3 separate regions of the Sus scrofa genome follow, and all the other regions are linked to region 1. A link is a contact called in public HiChIP or PLAC-seq data. All regions are on one chromosome and are shown on one strand. The core of a region is the stretch at or near the end of the contact, and the rest is flanking DNA. Distances in the headings are between cores, read along the strand shown.

Evidence for each region. HiChIP or PLAC-seq counts read pairs in DNA pulled down with a chosen protein or histone mark.
Region 2: an H3K27ac HiChIP or PLAC-seq map of alveolar macrophages shows a contact between it and region 1. The contact joins the promoter of CDK6 here to the enhancer-like site in region 1. A contact is called at or near these places in 6 of 47 Hi-C or Micro-C datasets (brain, embryonic fibroblasts, mesenteric adipose tissue and 3 more) and 2 of 2 datasets of contacts at active chromatin or transcription factors (alveolar macrophages and skeletal muscle).
Region 3: a contact with region 1 is called in an H3K27ac HiChIP or PLAC-seq map of skeletal muscle. The contact joins two enhancer-like sites. A contact is called at or near these places in 1 of 47 Hi-C or Micro-C datasets (embryonic fibroblasts) and 2 of 2 datasets of contacts at active chromatin or transcription factors (alveolar macrophages and skeletal muscle).

The regions. Positions count from the first base shown.
Region 1 is chr9:72,637,242-72,640,243 of Sscrofa11.1, forward strand. The region is part of intron 4 of CDK6 (a long non-coding RNA gene); the gene reads right to left. Among named protein-coding and RNA genes, the nearest start is that of CDK6, 130 kb to the right of the region's middle. Within about 2 kb of position 1,415, at least 54 of the 83 cell types and tissues checked have an H3K27ac peak or open chromatin away from gene starts, as enhancers often do. A contact at or near this core is called in alveolar macrophages, brain, embryonic fibroblasts and 5 more, where this site is marked.
Region 2 is chr9:72,764,006-72,767,007 of Sscrofa11.1, forward strand. CDK6 (a long non-coding RNA gene) reads right to left here and starts at 1,626. Exons shown (of 8, transcript XR_002347034.1): 1 at 1,410-1,626. It overlaps LOC102161391 (a long non-coding RNA gene), which reads right to left. Exons shown (of 3, transcript XR_002347038.1): 3 at 2,817-3,002.
Region 3 is chr9:72,519,579-72,522,580 of Sscrofa11.1, forward strand. CDK6 (a long non-coding RNA gene) reads right to left here. Exons shown (of 8, transcript XR_002347034.1): 8 at 1-1,722. Among named protein-coding and RNA genes, the nearest start is that of FAM133B, 17 kb to the left of the region's middle. Within about 2 kb of position 1,508, at least 11 of the 83 cell types and tissues checked have an H3K27ac peak or open chromatin away from gene starts, as enhancers often do. A contact at or near this core is called in skeletal muscle, where this site is marked.

The DNA of each region.
Region 1 (3,002 bases), core at 165-2,664:
ATAAAAATGGCAGTATCCAGGAGTTCCTGTTGTGGCCCAGTGGAAACGAATCTGACTGGGAACCATGAGGTTGCGGGTTCGATCCCCAGCCTCGTTCAATGGGTTAGGGACCCGGTGTTGCCATGAGCTGTGGCGTAGGTCGAAGACGAGGCTTGGATCCTGCGTTGTTGTGGCTGTGGTATAGGCCGGAGGCTGTGGCTCTGGGTCGACTCCTAGCCTGGGAACCTAAAGAGGAAAAAAAAAAAAAAGGCACTGTCCACCGTAACAAAATTTCAGTAACACATCTCAACTTAGGAACTTGCACTAGGAGGCTATCAAAGCCCAGGTAAAATGAAGATGCTTTACAGAGGCACTGTCTTCTGTAAATCCCAAGAAGTGCACACATTCTAAGAATTAAAGAGCTAGCAAAAATCCATGTGATAGAAACATTGTTTTACATTCAATTCAAAAGACCATGTCTCATACTCCATTGAATAAACATAACAGAACACTGGAGCTACAGCACATTTGCAGCAGTGGGCGGGGGGATAGAAAAATCTCATTAAATACAGTTTGACAGACTGGCTCCTGACCAAGCACATAAGTGTATGCCCATAAGAATGTTAACTCTAAGAGGCAACAAAATCTTCTCTACCTTCTGGATCTCCAAGAAACCCTTTGGCTGCAAAACCTCTCTAAAGCCTTTGGTCTCGTCACTCTTCAGACAATGCTTGGTCTTCACACTCAAACTTGGCCTCTAGCTTCTGAGATGTCAATGGCAGCCAAAAGAGGGTGCCTGTACAGTGGAATGGAAATATCCAGGTGACAACCAGACCCTGTCTGTGTCACACCTTGACAGGACAGTGCTGGCCAAACGGATGTATGGAGGAAGCAAAGAACATCCTGTGCTTTCTTGGAGTAAAACATCCTCCAGGCAGGGGCGTTACAGTTAAACTGTTTTTTTGGCCAGAACTAATTCGCCACAGTGACCACTTATGAAGGGGCTAGAATTAGGTGAGTCAAATGGATGACTATCTTTAATAAACAAGGAAAGCAGTCATTTGATGAACTTCACAAGTATACGTGGTACAGTTCAAGAGCCAGCCGCCTACACATGCCCCCAGCAGGGGCATCCTGTATGGCTGAAATACATTACTCTCTGCATGGAAGCAACTCTCACAGCGGTCAACAGCGTCTGCCTTTACTGAAGCGATAGTCGACCTATCAGACAGTAACTCAAGATGTGTTTTATTGCCACTGAGAATGCGTAGCGGAGGATCTGGATGGGTTTTCATGTTTGTCTTGGCTCTGGTGTTTTCCACGTACCCAGCCCTGGGAATCCTACCGAAAACGTATCTTGTTCCCAGTCCTGTGCGCTGCCCCATTGTGCTCCACTTCCCTCACTGGTGAAAGTGAAAACGAAACCGGCACAAACACTCCATTGTTAACTATGAAATATGTACTGGCAACTGCACGGTTTTCACAAAACAGCCCTGGTTGTGTCATGGCAAGGAGAGGTCGAGCGGGGAGGGAGTTCCAGGAGCCTTTCCGGCTTCAGAGGTGTGTCCTGCACTTTTGTCGAGGTGCCGGGGCGACAGGGCTTTGGGTTTTTTCCATTATACTCGGTTCGTGCTCTCAGTTTGATTTACTCAGTATGCACTGGCAGCGTTTGCAGGCTTCTGTGGGAGCAGCTCGGCTGCCCAAGCCGAGGCACAGACCTTGCCAGGTCTCCATAGTAAATACAACACGCACGGAGAGGAAACAAGCACAAACAATTTATTTTCTCCTGTAAAAGATGACATTGTTCTCTGATCTCTGGTCCTGCTTCACTTTGTCAACTTGGTGGTGCCAATGGGGTGCTATAAAATGAACGATTCCAAACACAAACGAAGAAAATAAGCACAGGCTGCAGGATGTACACATCCGTGGGGCCCACGTCCAGGCAGGTTCCGAGAGGAGGACACTGGTGACCTCTTGTAGTGGTGTGGTGCAGGGGGGCTGGCTTCCCTGACAGCCCCCATCCCTACCCCAGCCCTAAGAAGATTTCTGAGTCTCAGGGCCTCCTAGAACTCTGTCCTTTTCCTGTATTGCAGTTCTGTTTCTGACTAGGCATTTCTTGGTGTGACACCTGGGGGGAGAGCTGTCTCCCCCTTTTGACTGTGAACTCCATGAGAGCAAAGACCTTGTCCCTTTCTGTTCACCCTGGTTCCTCTGGTTCATCAACAGTGCTCGGCACATGGAAAGTGAGCAGTGTTTGTTGACTGAATGCTGCAACTCCATTTCGTTAATTTTATATCCCCGGATTATTGAAACCTTTCTGAATCCACAAGATTTCTTCTTTTTTCTTTTGGTCATGCCTGAGGTATGCAGAAGTTCCCCGGTTAGGGACTGAACCCGAGCCACAGCAGTGACAAAGCTGAATCCTTAATGGTGAGGCCACCAAGGAACTCCCACAAGGTTTATTGTTGACTAAACACTACCAATACTGGCGCTGGAGTGAGAAATCATCTACTGCCAAAGGCACAAGAAGGGGTGTAAACAATTTAATTTTTTGGTAATACTTGTGGTATTAAATAAATGAGTGATTGTAATAAGGCATTTTGGAAATCTTATCAGTTCCATATAAAAAAAAAATCCTCCAGTGAGTTTTTGTAATTTTTACAGCTGTCAAATAAGTCTTTCTATGTTTATTATTTACTTGCTATCTTTTGGTTTATTTCTATAGAGCAGGAGATGTTTTCAGAACACCTAAGCCTTTCAATGAGAATTACGGTATGAGAAAGAAAGAACTTTGGAGAAGAATGTAATTCACTTTGGAGAATTTTATTAAATCCCTAAAAAGAGAGGAGAACATTCTCACTCTTCCATTATGGTACAAAGTGGATATTTTCTCCAAACTGTATGTCAGGGCAGGCATTTGGCGGAAACATGCTAATTCTTCCCTGTTTCTAACGATTGTATAAAAGCCCTTCAAAAAAACTGAAAACTCCTGTGGAACAGAAGTTGGTTGACTGCAGACCAAT
Region 2 (3,002 bases), core at 376-2,875, 130 kb after region 1:
AACAGCAGCGAAGACAGAGTCCTTCACACTCACTCTACTCAAAACTCTCCTTAAAAGGTGAAGGCGAAGCCTGGGGGGAGCCGAGGAACAAGCCCCCAGAGCCAGCACCGCGGTCTGAGCCAGGACAAGGGCCACACAGGTAGCGCAGGAGCAGCCGCAGACTGAGCGGCCCGCCCCTCCCGTGGCCCCCCTCCCCGCCCCAGTCCTGCCCGCCGCTCAGCAGCGAAGGAAGCGTCGGGGACGTCCCACCCCCGCAGGGAACTGAGCCCGCTGCCCCCGCCTGGCCCCGCACCGCCCGCCTCCGCTCTCCCCCCTCGCTCTCCGGACGGTCGGCTCCGGCGGAGAGAAACGGGAGCAGCAGTGCCTTTCCCCCCCGCTCTCCTCCACTTTTTTTTGTTGTTGTTGTTGCTTTCCCACGCTGGCTGAATGTGACTTGACCCCATTTCAAAATAGTTTGACATAGTGCTTCAACATTTCCGCATTCCTCCGCGACTACAAAGGCTGCAGCCGCCTCCTTCTGCTTTCTGTCTCTGCTCTCTGTCTTCACACTCAATGAAATCCTTCATGTGCCTCTCTCCAAGCCTGCCAAGCACCGCAAGGGTCGCCACCAGCGCAGCGACAAGAGGCCGCACCGGGGACCACGACTCCCGCGTGTGCGCACACGCAGATGCTCCCACGTGCACAATGACCGGCGCAGTGCTGGGCCCGAAGGTGCTCACCCGGGGCGTGCATTTTAACTTCAATATTTTAAATTAGGAGAGTAAATTGGGAAACCAAAGCAAGCGTGCATCATTGCGGGGCTCCCAGCCCGGGCGCCGGGCGCCTGCGTGCACTCCTCTAAATGTGCCTAAACGCCCGCAGTGGTTGCCAGCAAAAAGTCTGCGTTAACATTTATCTCACGGTGGGAAAGGTGAAGCCCCCACCCACAGGGTCAGCGAGATGGAGGGCGAGCTTTCGTGGTGAAATAAATATAGGGCACCCAAACATCCCCCCGCATCGAGTCTCCAAAAGCATGCACTTTAAATCCTAAATGTGGGTTATTATGTGAGTTTCCAGGTGGAGTTTGAGTTCCGTTTGAAGAAACCGGATAAGAAGTGTTTGTGTGGGTGTTTGTGCGCAAGGCTATGCGGGATCAAGCACAGGATCTCGGCGTTAGGGGGGTGTCCCTCGTGTGGGATATACCCCTCTTAGCCAGATTAGGAGAAACTTTTGCGCCCCCAAACTGGCCCCCGTAACAAGTCCGCCTCGGGTTGTAAGGGGTTAACTAAAGTGGATTCCGAAAACCTACCACCCCTCCTCCGCACCCGTCGCCCCTACCCACCCTCGCTTCGGACCCCCGCCAAGCCCCGAAATCTCCCCTGGGGACCCCCCACCCAGCAGCCCACCCACCCGAGAGCACAGCTCCTCACCTGATGGGCCTCGCCGCTTCGGGCTTCGCGAGGGGGCTGCGGGTGTCAGTACGACCTTCGCACGTGTCCACCGCGGCGCGGAGCAGGTAACTCGGCTCGGAGGAAGAAGTCACCAGCCCTCTCTCCGGCGAGGGGGTGGGCACTGCGGCGGAGGGCGGAGGGACGGCGGAGGGCGCCGCCCGCGCCGCTCGCTGGGGGCGGACGGGGGCCGCGGGGCTCCGGCCCGCGCTAGGGGCCCGAGTTGGGGAGGCGGCGGAGGCAGCGGGGCGGGGCTGGGGGGCCGGGAGGCCGACTCCGCCGAGACCCTCCCCGCCGCAGCTAGGTTGGGGGCTCGCCGCGCAGTGGCAAGCAAGTGTGCAAATTAAAGCCTTCCGGAGAGAGGGGAGGCGGCCGAGACCCGGCTGTGCTCGGAACCTCCTGGCCCCCTAGCTCTCCGCTCCGAGTAGGGGGCGAAGAAGGGAGGGGGGGAGTTAAATGAAAATTTCCGGCTTTCACTGCCACTGGAGTGGGGATCTTGCGACTAAAATAAAAGGCGTGAGAGGGAGAGTGGAATGTGTCGTCGGGAGTCGGTGGAGTTACCAAATCCAGGGTCGCCCGGAGTTGGGGTTTTGACAGAGTGAGGTGGGGGTATCGGCAGTCTATGATGCAAACGGATGGGAAAAACAGAACAACCAACAGTAATTATGAAGGTCTGTAGGGAGGGTAAAAGCGACACTTTCCAAGAAACTGAAAAATCAGACCAAAAAAATAACTCTTCTCTATTAAAAAAAAAAAATTGGCAGGACGCCTTGTAGAAAAGAAAATACTAATCTGTCCAAAGCACTTTTCACTTTCAGCATGAACTGCATTTGTTTTGTTGTCCTTCGCTTCCTTTCGGCCTCACCAAGCCCTATCTCTTCCTTTTGGACAGAGAATATGATTTGGAAATTGTCAGGCACTTTTGTGGTTAACGATCTACTTGATGGGGCTGGCCGGTTCACAATTATTAAGTGGCTAGCAACTGTTGAGGGTTCACTGAGGTATTTCTGGGGAGCTAAGAAGCCTAAAATTGATTGTAAATAACAGAACTGCAAGATAACACACACACACACACACACACACAGAACACAATTCGGTGGGTGCTCAGTTGAAATGCATTATTGGAATTCTGAAATTTGAAACCTTGTAAGAATGCATATTTTACCTGCTGAGAAAACCTGAATACAATTATTTCAGGTGAAAATGAGATTTTGGAGAAAAAGAAAAGTCTTCTAGACTTTCTACAATGAAGTAAAACAAACCTTAAAATAGCTGTTTTTAGGAAAAAATTTCAGTATTGTCCAAAATCTCTTTCTGTAAAATACTTGAAACTTTTTAAAACATCTTTAATGCAAAGCCTAAAAAATTTTATTTATTTCAGTGCTCTGTGGAAAAATTAAAACCCAACAAAATTCTGTTGGAATTGAAAATATTATTCTATAAATCTTTTTTGACTTTTTGAATTAAACCGTGTTGCTAATTTCATAGTACATCAAAATTTTGCCTTTATAAAATTAATTCTATACTGCAGTGTGAAGTAACAAGTTAGGTAAATAAAAACTGTTGCATTTCCAT
Region 3 (3,002 bases), core at 258-2,757, 120 kb before region 1:
GGCTGGCTCTAAGAAAGGGGGGGATATGTGCATCAGGCATTGGAAACAAGCACAGCCTGGTGGATGGAGAATAGCTAATTTTATAGAGTAAATACACATTTCTAAAAATCCGTTAAAGACATTCTCTCAGATACTACACTGACAATATATTCTAACAAAACATAAAACACTAAGTAACACTTTAAAAGCAATCAACATGCTGGTGATGGAGAAGAACCAGTCTTCTCTTTGGCTAGGTAACAACAGTGAATGTCGGGTAGGAAGATTGCATTAAAGAACATACAGGACCCTGTTAGGACTGTGGAATTGGAGCCATAAGCCAGAATCTGAATCTAACTATTTATGAAAAGCTCATTGAAAGAAAAAAAGTAGGAGGTACGTGGCAATGGCTTAAGCAAACTGTTGTTAGTTACATAAGTACCACATATTTAGAGGCACTGGGGGATGGATAAGATGGACACCTTGCAAATAAGGTAGTGCATGGTAGAAAAAAGTTCAGTGTAACAGGTGGGGAAAACTTAAACGGCACTTCTATCTCTAGTCAGAGAGAACTACCCACCAAAGCCAAACAGGAAACAGCTTCCAACAAACTCCTAAAATCAAAAATAAAACAACAAAAACCAAAAGGGAAATAAATTTCAAAACCAAGAAATCAAGGTTTCTCTTTGCCCTTAGTTTTCACCCTAGTTGAGGTACCTTCCCTAAATCTATAGCAAGTAAGAAAAAGCTTATAGGGTGTTTTCCAAAAGAAACAATAAAGCATATTATACAGGTTAAAATTACAATAAGTAAATGCAGCTTCTTCAAGAGTAAATAGAAGGTGTGCTTTAAGAAACAGGTTTCTTAAAAGATACTAGAATTTTTTTTTTTTCTTTTTGCCGTGCATATTCAACTGCCTCTAGATAGTGAACCCTTTACAACTAGCAAATTAACTGCTTTTGGCCAGAAAAGAAATGCTAAGGACATAGGCTCAACTTTCTAATTTGAGAAGCCCATTTTGGTGAATCACCTTCAGTCCACAGATACTTGGAATTTTAGCGGTCACTGTGAGTCCTTAAAAACTTAATTATTCATGTTGTTTACAGAAGTAACACTTTTTTAAGAGATCAAGAATCACACACACACACACACACACACACACACACACACACACACACACACACGCACGCTCACTCAAAAGTACCAAATCAGGCTCCGGCAGCTGCAGAGAGATTACAACATAACTCAGCTGTGCCTGGATTGCTCACTTCACACTGGCAGCATTCAAGATCAGAAAAATGCAATGGCAGCACAATTGGTCAGCAGCTTCTCTTCTGGAATTTTTCCAGGTTCTTGAAACAAACAACAAACAAACAAATAACAAACAAACGAATGAACATAAAGCTGCAATCACGCTTGCATTGATTTCAAAACAGTAAACTAGGCGTTTCCTCAGAGAAGCAGAGCCCATCCAGAAGACAGTAGCTAGAAGGCCCCCAGCCAGTGATCCTGTACAGCTTCTGCAGGGCTTACTTAGGGGACCCTCAGCCACCAAGGAGGTTCTCCGGACGATCGGCTCAGGCAGCGGCTGGGCCCTCAGGCTGTATTCATTTCTGAGCTGTTCTGGCTGGGTGGCAGATGGGAATCCAGGTTTTCCTTGCACCTCTCCAGGTCGTGGAAGTATGGGTGAGACAGGGCACTGTAGGCTGATATTCTTTTGGCTGGATTAAATGTCAAGCACTTCTGTGATTGAGAAATAAAATAATGGAGAAACATAAAACATGTCCATTTAAACCATGTGCTTACATAGTTATGTATCTATTGACTGCCATGTATTAAGTGTGACCAAAATGAGAATGAGTATCTACTTTAAGGGACACTTAATACACTGTACACAGTGCTCACATATGTGTCTAATGTAGAAGCACATTTCTGTGCTTTGGGAAAAGGCAACACCGTTTCGGTTGCCTGTGGACTCTTATATACACAGGATTTCTCCAACCCAATAATTAACTATTATGAGAGAATGCATATCATTTTATTTAGGGTAGTGACTTTTCTGATGCCAGCAAACGTAGTGCTATAATCAGAGTCTTTGCCCTTAGTTTTCACCCTGCCCCAGGTTGTATCATTGATCAGGGGATGGACAAGGGTTGCCTTGTGCAGGTATAAAGGGTAATTACTGAACACCAGGCCAGTGGAAGGGGCAACAAGTAAGGGTGAAAACCCAGATGCTAATTATATGGATCCACTAGCAAGCCATGTACCCTGAGCCACCCAGACAAGGGATGCCCTCCTTCTAGTTCACATCAAAATGCCATGTGTGCTGGCGGCAGCCCTATAGGGAGATACAGCTCAAATCCCTCAACTATTCCAGGCTGTTGACTCCGGTGCAGGTAGAAGCTGAAAGGTGAACTCTATCATAGCAATCTGCATTCTCAGGCTGTTGACACATAATCACTTAGTCACATTTTCCTCATTTCAGTTCCGCTTCCATTCCAACCCCAGGTCATCTTGTTCTTCAAATCCTCTCTTTTCATCAACTCCTCCAGCGTGCCTGGCAGATGGCAAGCACTAACTGATGATGAGTCAGACCCCTGCCCTCCAACTGCCCCAGGAGCTCACAGGTAGCAGAGGAAGCTATACTGCCTCTCCATCCTTGTGATGCAGAGTCCACCTGGGTGAGCTGGGGATCTGAAATGCCTCTGGATTTCAGTCCTCTATGTAATCTAGACTTAACATCATTCTGGTTATGGAGACCTCTTCCCTTTATTCTGGTTTCTGCCCATAAGTAGCTCACAGTCCTAGTCAAGTTCTGATTGGATTAGGGACCCCTCTAAAACTCCACTGAATGCAACTGACCTAGAAAAACACGTACAAACCAAAAATTCTACAAAATTTCCAGTGAAATTTTGGGTCTCCTGAAATCTTATTTATCCTGAGCCGCTTTCATGGATGCCAACGTGTCTGTAGTGTCTTCTGAAAATCAAAGAGCCAAATGGCAAGCTGAGGAAGGAGCTTGT